2 separate regions of the Zea mays genome follow, and region 1 is linked to region 2. The links are chromatin contacts, called in public Hi-C maps. All regions are on one chromosome and are shown on one strand. The core of a region is the stretch at or near the end of the contact, and the rest is flanking DNA. Distances in the headings are between cores, read along the strand shown.

Region 1 (7,699 bases), core at 724-3,223, 160 kb after region 2:
TAAGGACGTGACTTACAACCAATGAGGTAACAACTACAGTTATGTGGTGTAAGTCATAAGGCTCAAGACCAAGCTCTAAGAAGGAGAACAAGTGTCAAAACCAGAACTGGAAGCAGCCCAAAAGAGCTAAGTTCACCTTGATCTTTAGTTTGGGTTGTTCCTATGTTTGGAGATGTTCTATGTGACATTTGCAGGATGTTGGAGCCAAGAAATGTCAATCTAGATCAAGTCAAGCAGACTTGATGATTTATGAGTCCAACATCAAAGCTCAAGCATGTGAAATGCTATAGATGTAATAATTAAGAGAAGGTATGTTTCTAGACTTAGTACATTGGTTTTAGTGTACTAATATACTTGTCTAAGTGTTAGAAACAGAAAGAAGAAGAAAAGGAAAGAGGTGCAAATCAGTCTGGGTGCACCGGAGTGTCCGGTGGTGCACCGGACAGTGTCTGGTGCGCCAGGCTGGCTCGAGCAAACTGGCCGCTCTCGGGAATTCACGGGCGACGTACGACTATAATTCACCGGACTATCCGGTGTGCACCGGACTGTCCGGTGAGCCAACGGTCGGCCGCGCGATCTGCGCGGGACACGTGGCCGAGCCAACGGCTAGAAGGAGGCACCGGACTGTCCGGTGTGCACCGGACATGTCCGGTGCGCCAACGGCTCCAAGACTGCCAACGGTCGGCTTCGCCATAGAAGGAAAGAAATCGGGCACCGGACAGTGTCCGGTGTGCACCAGACTGTCCGGTGCGCCACCCGATAGAAGGCAAGATTTGTCTTCCTGGATTGCTTCCAACGGCTCCTAGGCCCCTTGTGCCTATAAAAGGGACCCCTAGGCGCCTCAAGCTATATACAAGCGCAACCAACAAGTGTAGACATCACTCGAATCAATTCTCACTCTCCCTCTTGTGTGTAACTCTATAGTTTGTGTAGAAGGCACAACTATAAGCCTTTAAAGAGAGGAGAAGTGCTGCTAAGAGCTAGAGTAAGATCTTGAGCGTATCGTTACTCTGCCGAGGTGCTGCCAAAAAGTTTGTAAGCAGCCACGGTGTTGTTGTAACCCAACTCAATAGTGAAAGGCTCTATCTGTCATACTGACAGATCTGAGCAAACGGAGGAAGGAGTTGAAATAGACTCCAAGCCCAGGTGTGGCTAACTCCAACGAGGACTAGGCAAGCATTTCAGGCTTGGCCGAACCTCGGGATAAATCCTTGCGTCTGTGTGCTCTGTTCTGTATTGTATCCTGACTCTCTGTCTTACTCGTCTTTATATCTGCACTTCAATACTTATCTGTGGTATAAACTTTATTTGAAGTGCAGGACATTTTGAGACAGGATCTTCTATTCCGCTGCAACCTACTCGAAGAGTTGTTTCACTCCACTGCGTACTAAGTCTTCGAGTAGAGTAAGAATTTAAGTTTTAAAGTAATAAGCTTTATTCGCCTATTCACCCCCCTCTAGGCGACATCCAGATCCTGTTCCCGGGTCAAAGGGAACTTTCAACGACAGCGAAGTTGTGCAGCGGTGGCAGGCTCGAGGCGGCGGGCGGGCACGACGGGGACCAACCGGGAAGCCCGGGCTCGTAGGAGAGTGCGTGGGCGACATCTGTCAAGAGAGATAGCCGCCGGCGACGAAAGAGACGGGTGTCGGGCGAAAGGAGGCAGAAACGACCAATAGGTTATAGGCTGTGGCGTCGAGCTGTGTTATCTTGGCGTCATGACCTACGACACCGAGCAAAGGATAAAAAACATAATTAAGTTGTTTAAAGATCTAAACATGATTTTTTTTTCCGAAAAAAGATCAAACTACAAAAATATTCGGCCGGTAGGTCCGCCCATTTGTTCATCATCCGCTGGGCCAGGCCGAAAACACCGTCCAGACTGCGAAACAGGGGCACGTTGCAGCCCACGGGGCTCCGCAGGCTACCAAACGGGGCACCCCTCTCCCGTGCCGTGCGACGTTGGAGCTGAACAACGGAGAGAAAAAGTGAGGCGGAAGACGAGGGACATACTTCAAGCGCCCGCGGCCCGCAGCCTGCTCGCCCAGGTCTTCGCCGGCGACGAGCACCCACCAGGTCCTTCTCTTCCCTACCTGCTGTGCGAAACCGATCACCCGAAACCCTAACTTAAGCGATCTGTCTACTTGAACCTGGATCTGATCCAATTACTATTTGTCTGTTGTCTCTGGATCTGATCTAACGAAGCGTATATACGTGCGCCCTAACAGCTTCAATTCTTTCTTTTTTTGGCACAAATTAATGTGCGCACACCCAGGTCCGCTCAGTCCATCTCTCCAGAAATCCCCAGATGTTCCACAGCAAGTCGCTCCCTAGGCCCAAGGACACATCGGTGGTGGTGGTCGTCCTTGAGACGACAGAAGTGTACATTGTGATCAGCTTGTCGACGAGGAGAGACACCCAGGTCGTATACGTCGATCCGACCACCGGCGCCCTGCGCTACCTGGGGAAGCATGGGGAGGACGTCTTTGATTCGGAGGCGGCGGCGCTGAACCACATCACCAACGGATCAAGGGTTCTATCCAAGAGCACTACATATGCCAAGGCAGTGCTGGGATACGCGGTGTTAGGAAGCCATGCTCTGCTCTTGGTCGCGACACAGTTGAGCGCGTCGGTCCCCAATCTGCCGGGAGGCGGGTGCATATACACATTGGCAGAGAGCCAGTGGATAAAGATCCAGCTGCAGAATCCTCAGCCCCAGGGGACTGGAGAACAGAAGAACATACGTGAGCTGGCCAATCTAGACATTGATGGCAAGTTCTTCTTTTGCGAGACAAGGGATGTTACCAGGCCCTTCCCGAGTCCTATTACACTACGGGAACCAGATGAGGAATTTGTTTGGAACGAGTGGCTGTCAAAGCCCTTTAAGGACATTGGTTTGCCAGGACACTGTGTCATTCTTCTGCAGGGGTTCGCTGAGTGCCGGAACTTTGGAGGTGCTGGGCAGCAAGGTGGGTTAGTCGCCCTTATTGCACGCCGAAGTCGGTTGCATCCTGGAACTCGCTATTTGGCCCGTGGACTGAACGCATGTTCAGGCACAGGCAATGAGGTAGAGTGCGAGCAACTCGTTTGGGTTCCACGGAAGGGCGGACAGCGCATCCCTTTTAGCTCGTATATCTGGCGCCGTGGAACTATTCCAATATGGTGGGGCGCAGAAATAAAAAACGCGGTGTCAGTGGAGGCTGAAATTTACGTTGCCAACGATCCTTACAACGGAAGCTTACAGTACTACCAACGGTTGGGTAAAAGATATGGGAATAAATCATCTGAAGCGAACGTGTCCAGGCAAAAAAGTTCTGGAAGGGTTCCCATTATTTGTGTTAACTTGCTAAGATACGGCGAAGGAAAAACAGAGTCAGTTCTTGTTGATCATTTCAAAGAATCTATACGGTACATGAACTCTACTGGAAAGCTGGGAAGCACGTGGATTCAGTTAATAAATTATGACTGGCATGCCACTGTGAAGTTAAAAGGGCAGCAGCAGACAGTTGAGGGCCTATGGAGGCATCTTAAACCACCTACAATGGTCATTGGCTTCAGTGAAGGGAATTACTATGATGCAAGACAGCAGCTTAATGAATGTAAAGGATCAGTTATCTGCAATGACGATGTAAATGGTGGGTTTTGCATGGAATCTATTCAAAATGGGGTGATACGATTCAACTGTGCAGACTCTCTTGATCGAACCAATGCTGCTAGTTACTTTGGTGCACTTCAAGTTTTTGTTGAACAGTGTAGTCGATTGAGCATCTCGCTTGACATAGATGCAATGTTTGGGTTGTCAAGTAGATATTCTGAATATGATGGTAGAAACACTCGTTCTTTGCCCCCTGGATGGGAGGAGCGCTTTGACTCTGTAACAGGGAAATCATTTTATATTGATCATAATACACGTACTACCACATGGGAACATCCATGCCAGGAGGCTCCACAGAAGCCCTGGAAGAGATTTGATATGACATTTGATCAGTTCAAAGGCTCAACAATGCTTGCTCCAGTGAACCAGCTTGCTGAACTTTTTCTTTTGGCAGGCGATATCCATGCTACGTTGTACACTGGCTCAAAAGCTATGCACAGTGATATTCTGAACATATTCAAGGAGGAAACAGGAAAGTTTAGTAAATTCTCAGCTGTTGAGAATGTGAAAATTACGGTGCTAAGAAGGTACCAAAATTTTATGAATGATAGTTCCCGTCAAAAGCAGTTAGAGATGTTTCTTGGTTTGAGGCTATATAGGCATCTCCCGTCCATCCCTATGTTCCCTCTCAAAGTAGGTAAACTTACTCATTATAACCATATCTCTTGCAAACTAATACTATTGGTCTTGATGCAGTATTATATTATTTATAGCTTTTGTGATAACATTCCTGATATTGACAATTCAGGTGCTATCAAGGCCATCTGGATGCATGTTAAAACCAGTTCCTAGTATCATCCCAATGGCTGATGGTGGTTCCAGTCTTCTGAGCTTCAAAAGGAAGGATCTTATTTGGGTATAGTTCTTCCTTAAAGACTCTTCTCAATGCATCTGAAAGAGTCTTCCTGATAGTTTTCTGGTTTATTTAATTATTGCTATGATGTTTTCTTCATATAGGATGTTAAAGGCTCTTGTGCATGCAGGTGTGTCAGCAAGGTGCAGACTATGTTGAACTTTTTATATACCTTGGGGAACCTTGTCACGTTTGTCAACTGCTTCTTACTGTCTCCCACGGTGCTGAAGATTCTTCATATCCAGCAACCGTAGATGTTAGAGTTGGCTCAAGCATCGACTCCCTCAAACTCGTGGTTGAGGTCCTTGTCTCTATCTTACCTCACCGGTTTTATTATAATATCCTTTTTTTTTGCTCCAGCTGTTTCGTCAAGTTTCTTTGCAAATATCGATTTAGTTTCCATACTCAAGATTTGGTTTGATGAACTGGCAACCCTGTACCCAAATTCAAGACCCAAGAGGCGCCAGATACAAAAATTACCGTCCTTGCTAAAATTGAGCTTCATTTGTCATTAAATCTGACTTGAAGACCATGACTTTTGCTTGGTTCAGAACCTATGCTGAGCTGTGTGCTGAATACTTTGGTTGAGCTGAGATTAGCTAACCACATTTCCTGAGTTTGGCCTGGATTTTGGTTAGGTTCATAATCCTATCCAGTACGCACATCATGTTTAGGTGGTGTTGTTTTAAAATCGGTTATTGCTTCATCTTGTATTGGTTTCGTCTGATACATTACTGTCATTGGTTGAATATTGTTTTGCATTTTCTACAGTTATACAATTGTTTCTTTCAACAATTTCTGTGTACGCTAGCAGCTTTGAATTTGAATATTTGATATGTTTTTGTCTATGAAATTGAAATCCATTAAAGCTTGCAGATGCATCAAAAACTATATTTAACCCTTTATATAGCTCATGTTTTGAGGCAACATGTCGTTCTTTACTAGCCAAATCAGGGCCTTTTCATTTGATCGTTTCCATTTGTTTGCTCTGTTGTATTTTAAAAACTCGACCCGCAGTGGGTAAGCTAGCTCGTGGACGTTGTATTAAGAAGAAGACCTTCTCGCACGGGTCAAGAAACCCCCCGAACCCCGCCCCACCTATACACAGCGGCACCGTAGCTCATGTGAGAACGACCGCGATCGGGGCCGAGCTTTAGACCTGTGCTTTGGCGTGGGATAGACGAGGGGATTTTTTGTAACCACATCCTAAAATTTGCTCCCACGGGGAGTCAAACTCAGGACCTGAGCATTGGTACTTAGACCGCCTAACCAACTTAGCTAGAGGCCCTCTCGTTGCTCTGTTATATTTTGAACATCTTACTTAACTGGTTAATGAATATTAATTGGGAAATTATTTGTGTAGGGTGCTTGCATTCCACAATGCTCTAATGGGACAAATTTACTGATTCCAGTCACTGGGAGAACTGATCCAGAGGACTTGGCTGTTACAGGGAAAAGTGCGAGGCCCAATGTTCAAGAGAGCTCCTATCTTCCTTTGTTATATGACTTTGAAGAGCTAGAAGGAGAATTAAACTTTTTGAATCGGGTTGTTGCATTATCTTTTCATCCATCTGCTGTATCAAGAACACCCATTACTCTTGGCGAGGTAAAATTGATGAATTTTCTAGATTGTGATGCTATTAAAAAGTTATTTTTGCTATGACTATTCATCTATCCTTTTCCTTGATGAGTTGTATAAATTTCTTTAACAGATTGAAGTACTTGGAGTTTCCCTTCCATGGGCAGACATGTTAACCAATAGTGAACGTGCTCCTGAATTTATGGAGTTTATCAATAAAAAATCATCAAGTGCTCACTGTAATCTAGGTTCCAAGTCTTTTGGAAATTCTTCCATGCCTGGGAATGATTCTCATGGTATTGATGAGTCTTATACTAAAAGTTCATCATTAGTTCAACCGTGTGGTTCGGAAAATTTGTTGGATTTTCTCACAGGTGATTTTGACATGTCGGAGTCCCATATAACTCAAAATACTTTTGGTGCTGGAGAACAAACAAACTTCTTAGATGATGGATTTGATGTTAATCCTTTCGCCCCTGCATTGGAAGTGCCTGTTCCTGTTGCTAAAGTAAACAAGGAGGTTGAAGAATGTGGCAGCACCCAGCTTTATATTAAATTTTTTGAATCCCTTTCTGGCTATAATAAGGTATCCATTTGTGAAAATTTCGTCTCTTTTTATTTCTATTCTTCTATGTTCTGTTCTTAGAAGGGCAGACCTGATGTGGTCGTGAGAGCTGTCTCACTGAGTCACCAGGTTGCAGGTTCGAAACCTTGAAACAGCCTCTCAGTATTTGTGGGGAAAGGCTTGCCTCGGTTTATCCCTGCCCCAGACAGACCCCACTCATGTGGGAGCCTCCGGCACTAGGTCTGCCCCTTCTATGTTCTGTTCTTGGTAAACTTTCTTGAATCTTTGTTGAGCATTGCTTAAAAAATACTTTGAAACTGACCTTATCCTGAAGTTGCCAGTAAAATCTTGAATTGCTTCTTTGTTCAGATAAATGAGCTAGAAGGTTCTACCGTTCTAGTTTGAAGTTTCTAGTAGCAACTCTAATGAACCATCCCCCCCCCCCCCTCCCCCTAACAAAGACAGGTTCCAATTTATGATAGAGTAACTGAATCTTTAGGTATATTCAGGTTACACATGTTTAAGGTCTGGCATTATTACTTCCCTTGCTTTTCAACCATACTTGTTTATTCTGAAAAAAATAATGAAGGAACAAAAGCATACCTATTTTGAAAAAGTGTTTATGAATTTAAATCCAAAATACATTAAACTTTATTCATCTTCCAGGGAAAGGGTCTTGACTTTGAGCAAACGATGAAGCTTGAAATAAAACGTCTCCGTCTTGGTCTTTCAGCCGCTGAAAGGGACCAGGCGTTGTTATCAATTGGTGTAATTCCTGCCACATTAGATCCAAACCGTTTAATTGATTATTCTTACCTATTGAAGTTATCCAGCTTAGCTGATAATCTAGCACTGCTGGGCCATACAGTCCTTGAGGATCGCGCTAATGCTTCAATAGGGCTTGAAAAGGGCAGTGAACATGCTATAGACTTTTGGAACATCAGTGAAAATGATGAATTCTGCTATGGTGGGGCATGTGAAGTCCGTGCTCTGTCTTCATTACAAGCTTTAGCATCTAGAGAAAATCAATCGGTATTCATGGAATGTTTC
Region 2 (7,291 bases), core at 527-3,026:
CACCTTTGCAAGTTTTTTGGTGGCACCGTATTTCTCCTTCATGAAAGGAAGAAAATGGGAACGGATGTGAAATTTTGTGATGTCTTCTTCAATGACCTGCACAGATTTGTACCATAAACACAAAACAAGTGTAAGGTAGCTATAAGTTTTACAAAAAGCAACATCGTATTGTTACATACATTTTTTAGCTTCTGATTTCCTAACTATTTGACAGAATTATTCATCTGTAATGAATGACGGGTTGATGACAGATAAAAGTTTCAGATTGTTTAAAGGACATCAGTGAATGACCTGGAGTGCAACAAGAGAATATTGTGCATCATATTTGTTAAGGAAACACCACAATGTCAAATGAAGAACTAGATGCTACCTTCAACTGTTCTGTAGATCCAAACCTATCTTTAACGAGAGTAGCCATATGCTTGTCCTGTTACGAAAAAAAACAGAACAAGATGATGCAGGTTATGGATCCGTAATAGAAATAATTTCTAGACTTTAACTGTTAAATCTCCTTCAGTTAAAAGAAAATTACAACGACTTTCTCCAGCCCAAAAAGTCTATTTGTACGGATACACCTCAAGTTCAGCTTCAACTTATAATGCCATGCTCAAGTCTGAATCTATATTAAGTGTTTACTATTAAGTGTTTACAGAAACAAAAAAAAAAAAAACTTATTAGATGACTTCTTGCGATCTTTCGCAAGTAACTGAAAGGCAACACTATCGGCACATCATTCACAACTCAGTCTCAGGTCAGTCTATATAAAAGTCCCAAAGACGAGCATGATGTCAGTTTAAACTTAGAGGTTCCAGATCCCAATTAATAGAAGGGGAAAAAATACTCATACTCAAGTATGTAGCCATATACCCATCTAAATAGGGCAACGACTGCTATGCAAGCATGCAAACAAACCATCTGGTCCATTAGATTACGATCCAACCACAGATACAACCATGGTTTGTTAGGGGTTTTTTATAAAGATTATTAAGCTGGTGGTGGAAGGGATTAAGTATTAAATGTGACCTATGGTTGGATCACGATCTAATGGACCAAATGATTTGCTTGCACGCTTGCAAAGAATGACTGCTTGCATCCAAAGAGAGCTACATTTTGAGGCATCAACAATTGAGATTTGAGACAATCACACACAGTGACACAGATGATAGTAACCATTTTACACACAATTTCAATTTCGTCTCAGGAAGATCTTTCGAATTTTTCCCCCTAGCGGCTCGCTCTCACTTTCAGCAGTCCAGCTACGGAACACCGAGCAAAGCAACGTTACAGACCTTCTCGACGGCAAAGACGGTAGCGCCGGCCTGGAGCAGCGCGGAAGTGAGCGAGCCGGTGCCTGGGCCGATCTCGAGCACGACGTCACCCTCCTCCACCCCCGCCGCCGCCACCAGCTCCTCGTTCACCTTGGAGTTGAGCGTGTAGTTCTGCGGGGAGACGAGAGACGCGTCGGTACGTGGTGAATGGTGAGCCCGCCTGTGGGTGGCGCGGATTCTGGGGTCAGCGGGATGACCTGCCCGAGGGATTTTCGGGGGACGTGGCGGCCGCGGGAGTTGAGGGAGCGGATGGTGGAGTGGTAGTCGTCGGCGCCAGGCGTGGCGGTCGCGGCGCCGAGGATCCTCCCGCGACGACGCGAGGAGGTATGAACATGAGGTGTCGGCGGCGGCGGCCGGCGGCGAGGAGTCAGCCGAGAAGGACGTGGTGGCCCTGGGGATAAGGAGGTGAGCTCCACCATTTTCGTAGGCTTCCAGTTTTGCTCGCCCTTATTTTCCTCCCCTTTCGCTTTTCCTCATATAGTTTCGTAAGAATAAAGGGTGTAAGACTTTTGGATGGAGTTCTACAGTGTAGAGATGGCAATGGGACCCGATCCCCGATTCCCCGTGGGGAATTCCCCTATTAGGGGACGGGTATGGGACGAATTTAGTCCCCGCGGGGATCTAAATGGGGGAAATTAAATCCCCGTCGGGTTCGCGGGGACGGGGAACCATCCCCCGTCCTCGTTCCCCGTGTACCCGCCCCACGAAACTGTTTTATCCAAGTTAGTCAATTTACTTGTTAAAATTATAGTAAGAACTTAATGCATGACATGTTATAAAATAAAAAACTAAACTCTAAAGTAGATGTCTCTTATAATTTTCAATCTTGTTTGTTAAATTTGTATTAATTTAATACAATCAATTTAAATTTATCTTTAAATATTGTACTTCTAGCGGGGACAGATTCCCCGCGGGGTTCCCCACGGGGATAAATTCCCCGACGGGGACGGGGATGGGAGAAAAAGCTCCCCCGCGAGCGTTCGCGGGGACGAGGACGGGGAATTTTTGTCCCCGCGGGGACGGGGATGGGAAGCCATTCCCCGACGGGGAAATCCCCATTGCCATCCCTACTACAGTGTCTCTAGTAAGTAAAGACACACTGAAGATAGCTATTTCTATTCTTTTTTAAATTAAAAATTATTTAGAATCATAACAATTTATAAAGAAACATTTGGATCACGATTCATTACCACCTTGTTAACATGAGTGGTGGACCGAAAGATGATAACCAACGAGATAGTTTATAGGTTGTTTGATTTGAGAAATGAGTTAATTCATCATTTTCTTATTCCTTATTTTTATTTAGTTTGTGGAATAGAATAAGGGGTGTTTGAATGCACCATAGCCAAAAATTAATGACTAAAATTAGTTAAGACATCCAAACATCCTAGTTAATAGTTCAGTTATTAGCTATTCTGGTAAATTAGTTAATAGTTAGGTAGCTATTTGTTAGCTAACTAATTTCACTAGAAACTTTAATCAACTAATTATTAGTTTTAGTGCATTTAAACACTCACTAAGTTGATATATCATTACCTTATTTCTCATAGTTAATACTAATACGAGGAATATGATCATATCACCAAATTTTTAATGTCAAACCAAACAGCCCTACGATACGATGAGACATATGTTCAAAGCCTTGGATTATTAATAATTAGATCTCTTATCTTTCAAAAAAACGAGCTTTGGATTATTAATATCGAGCCCTGCAGATTGTTTGATACATCTATTTTTTATATTACACGTGTTCTATTTATATTTAATTAAAATATCTTTTAAAATCAATATTTCCACATAAATACCCATGAACATTTAATATTAGCGCGCAATATATATATATATATATATATATATATATATATATATATATATATATATATATATATATATATATATATATATATATATATATATATATATATATATATATATATATATATATATATATATATATATATATATATATATATATATATATATATAGACACACACACATAGAGGTCTCCTGAAGCGTGACATGTCTCTATCAAAAACCACATGGTCCGCTAGACAGCTGCGAGCAATTAAGGTGCTGTTTGGTTTCTTTAGTCATTAAAGTTTAGTCGCTAAAGTACCTCGTTTGGTTTCAGTGACTAAACTGGACTAAAGAGCATTAATTGTTGTGAATAATGACTTTTTTACCCCTATTAATTAATAGATGTTTGCTATAAGAAGAAAGTTGATAGGGCAAATAAGATAAAAATACTACTTTAGTCCCTTTTAGTCACCCTTTGGTGACTAAAGAACTAAAGTTTAGTCACCCCGTTTTAGTCACTATGTTTCTTTAGAGACTAAAAGTGACTAAAATTTAGTCACTAAACTTTAGTTACCCCTAACCAAACGGGGCCTAACAAGAATGTGTTGTTCATGCGAACTCACACGAATGAATGCTGCTGCCATGCCAGTGTCATCCATGTCACTTCCACGAACACCAAGGCTAGAGAGCTAGACATGTATCATGCCGTTGCAAATTTGCACTGTACTGTAATAGCTTCCTTCATTCACACGATAACTCTACTCCAAGGTCAAAAGAAATGCCATCATATCAAGGCTGGAGAAGAACAAGGATGCATGTTTGGCAGCTCTGGGGCAGAACAAAAAGGAAAACGCAAGACCTTACGCGCATATTATCTCAAATTGTGGCAGGTGTTCACAGTCACAGATCTTCTAATGTAAACACCATAACATACGTAATAACGTCCAATCGCCTGTACACTTTACAAGTCCCGGGCCCAAGCCAATGAACTGCCTACCCAAAACTGCTTTCCAGGAGCCTAGTGCCCGAGATCAGGGGGAAGCAGGCCATGCATCGACCCGCTACCTATTCGGTTTACTGAGATCACCGCCTGGCCTGGTCATCTATGTGCTTGGTATACGGCCACAGGAACCTCAAAATATCATTACCAAAATCTGTCACAATTTCGCATCTTCGTGAGAACGCAACCAGAAGGTTTGCACGGTGCATGGCCCCTTGTGTCAATTGCTGCAACCACACGATGGGACAAATTTTCTTCTGTGAATTTTTACGATCCTCACCTTGGTCTCGGTGTCGCTGTCGCAGCTGTCACAAACTACATCTGTAATTGGCATGCTACCAATGATCTCATCATTCCCTTCCGATCTTTCCGGCGATGCAATTACAATCAAATCTCCTTCTCTCTCAGCTTTTGAGCTGCCAGAATCTGGTTTCACCATACCTTGTTCATCTTTGACGCTATCGGAAAGTGAAGCTGCTTCTGATAGAACACAGGCTGTGGTCTTCTCTCCACGTCTGTAGCTGCTAGTGGGAGCTTTGTCTAATACTGCAACCTCAGAGTCAGAGATGTCTTCCATATTCTTATCAGTGTATCCAGACACACTTGCTCCTTCTGACACTGCAACTTTGGTGCCTTTGTTGGTCTTACCAATCTCTCCAAACTCCCCACTTGCTTCATCTGATTCTGCAACATAGATGCCTCCTATACTCTCACAAGCATCTTCTGGTTCTGCAACATTGATGCCTTCAATACTCTTTTCTTCTGATGCTGCAACAGTACCTTCGGTACTCTTACCAGCATCTCCTGACTCTCCACTTGCCTCTTCTGATGCTACAACCTTGATGCCTTCATTGCTCTTGTCAGTGCCTCCCAACCCTCCTACCACCTCTACGACCATTTCTGAACTGTCAGAAGATGCATCTGGTTTCAATTCTCCATCATTTATGCTGTCATCACGCTCAGATGCATCCGCTCCTGGTAAAGCATCATCCAGCTTGGCACTTTCAAATTCTTCCAGCAGAAGCTCTCTTATTCTCCGCCTTAGACCAGATGCTTCTTCAGGTTTGAACCAACTCCGATTAAACTGTGTAACAAACACAAGTTCATTATTGAAATCTATCAAAGTCTTAAAAGCTGAACGTAAACAGCAACACAAGAACTGAACAAGTACAGAAAAGAGCTGGCAGCACTAACCATATCAAGTTTATCAATTGTGAATCTTTCTGGAGCCTCTTTTATAAACCGTTCAATATAATAAAGCATGAAGATGCCACAGTCATACTCATTATTCTGTCGTGGAACCTAACAGTTTTTGAAAACATGTTATATTGACTTCTGAGTAAACTCAATTAGTCGCAATCTCAAGAAATATTTAACGCGAACATCTGGAAACCTATGTGCCAAGGAGATCTGGAAGGACAGTGTTAAACTGTATGTACCTCAACGCTTTGCTTATGTATATTATTTTTAAAATCCTCCCATGATGATAATTGGCACCATTCTTTTTCAAGGTATCTGCAACATGTTGTTGGCACTGTCAGTGTTGCGCAGTGGACATCAGGTCACTAGCACTAAAACTCAGCAGCAAGCAAGTCTGCCACATTCTAGAATTTCTTTTTTATATATATAGCAAAAATAAAAAATATCCAGACAACTATAGCTGTAGTAATAAAGTCACTACTTGCCTCTCAACTGTGTTCAAGATCTTAGTACTGGGATGCATCGCTAGGGAGTCCAGATGAAGTATGATTGGTCCTGAAATACTCTCTTTTGCAGGAATGCAAATGATTACCAAGCTCCAGTGCGCCCTGGTTTACAAATGCAAAGATACATTTTTTTCATAAATATAATATACACAGAGGTACAGTAAGGAAGACATGACTGTAGGTTTCAAAAACATTCAGTATATGCTGAAGGGCAACAGTTCAGGCAATTAAAAAGGTTTAACAATAATACATATATATGTACAATACTAGGAATCTCAGGAGCCACGTTCGATATCTAACATAATTCAAAAGGGGTCCAGATGAACCATGGAGCTTGCTAACAAACTGATGTCTTAAACATATAAAAGTGTATTTCAGCTTCTTATTGTAAATGTCTTATCCTTATCCAGTATTGACTTACATCCCATGGATCGGCAAGATTATGTATGCTTTATTTAATATATTGACACCTTTCCACCATCTTCTCAACTTTGAGAACTCATCCTGAAATATAAATTTTGTCATCTAAGATATCATGTTAAGGGGAGCATGTCCTATGCAATCACTCATTTGACGCAAGCGTGCAATCAAACCATCCAGAGCATCCAATCTAAAAAGGGGTTAAATGTAAAATAACAGTCAACGTTGGATTTTGATTGGATGCACCAAATCGCTTGATTGCATGCTTGCACCAATATGATTGATTGCATAGTATATGTTCCCCATGTTAAGATAATAAAAATGAAGAAACAAGTAGAACAAAAGATATTGTCAACTCATGAACATAAAAGAAACGAGAGAAAAGCATGAGAGGAATTTTTTTAATTTGGATTTGAAAAAAAGAGGGTACAATTTTGTGACAATCTAATGGGCAAATAGTGGAAAATGGCTGGACCGAAATGTAGTTGACTAAAACTCTATTGTGCCTCCAACCCTTGACCATTGTGGGTCATAAGGGGTACAAGAAAAAATGGTAATTACTCACTCAAGACAATAATTGGTTACTTGTAATTCCTCACTCAAGAAGGCGGGCCTAGCGCACTGGTACAATATCTACTTGTGCCTTGGACATCCTGGGTTGAAATCAGAACCTTTGCAGAATAAGAAAGGGTAAAGCTCTCTAGAAATTCTCTTCCCCAGACCCTTGTATGGGAGCTTTCATGACTGGGTATGCCATTTTTTAATCGGTTTTTTAAGGTGGTGCCCTTAGTTTTGCTGGTGTCCTCATTTTTACCCTTAGTCGTGTTTTTTCCTCAGTTTTGTCCTTCCAATGCTATAGAGTAGAAGATATCTCAGCAACTGGCAAGGAAGAACAAAAACTGGCTATTGGCATGCCATTTATCCATCTCCTTCCAAGAATAGTGGTGTGTTCCGGCACATTCAACAGATGAACCCTCAACCTTGGCTGAAAGACTGAGAGGCTTTAACTTGTTGAACATTTTGGTTGTCCGGCTCATTT

The links. A called contact is a pair of places that touch in the nucleus more often than the background predicts.
Region 1: a Hi-C map of tassel shows a contact between it and region 2, with 2.3 times the contacts expected there. The contact joins the promoter of LOC100273993 here to the promoter of LOC100285018 in region 2. A contact is called at or near these places in 7 of 25 Hi-C or Micro-C datasets (ear, endosperm, leaf and 2 more).

The regions. Positions count from the first base shown.
Region 1 is chr4:247,186,327-247,194,025 of Zm-B73-REFERENCE-NAM-5.0, forward strand. LOC100273993 reads left to right here and starts at 1,974. Exons shown (of 12, transcript NM_001148379.2): 1 at 1,974-2,073; 2 at 2,273-4,285; 3 at 4,401-4,508; 4 at 4,636-4,806; 5 at 5,869-6,111; 6 at 6,218-6,670; 7 at 7,316-7,699. The coding sequence starts at 2,306.
Region 2 is chr4:247,024,284-247,031,574 of Zm-B73-REFERENCE-NAM-5.0, forward strand. It overlaps LOC100285018, which reads right to left and starts at 1,777. Exons shown (of 11, transcript NR_158562.1): 1 at 1,526-1,777; 2 at 1,290-1,439; 3 at 371-427; 4 at 4-96. It overlaps LOC103654937 (ubiquitin-like-specific protease 1C), which reads right to left. Exons shown (of 13, transcript XM_020552940.2): 9 at 6,254-6,336; 10 at 5,812-5,934; 11 at 5,566-5,641; 12 at 5,321-5,428; 13 at 3,923-5,210. The coding sequence ends at 4,347.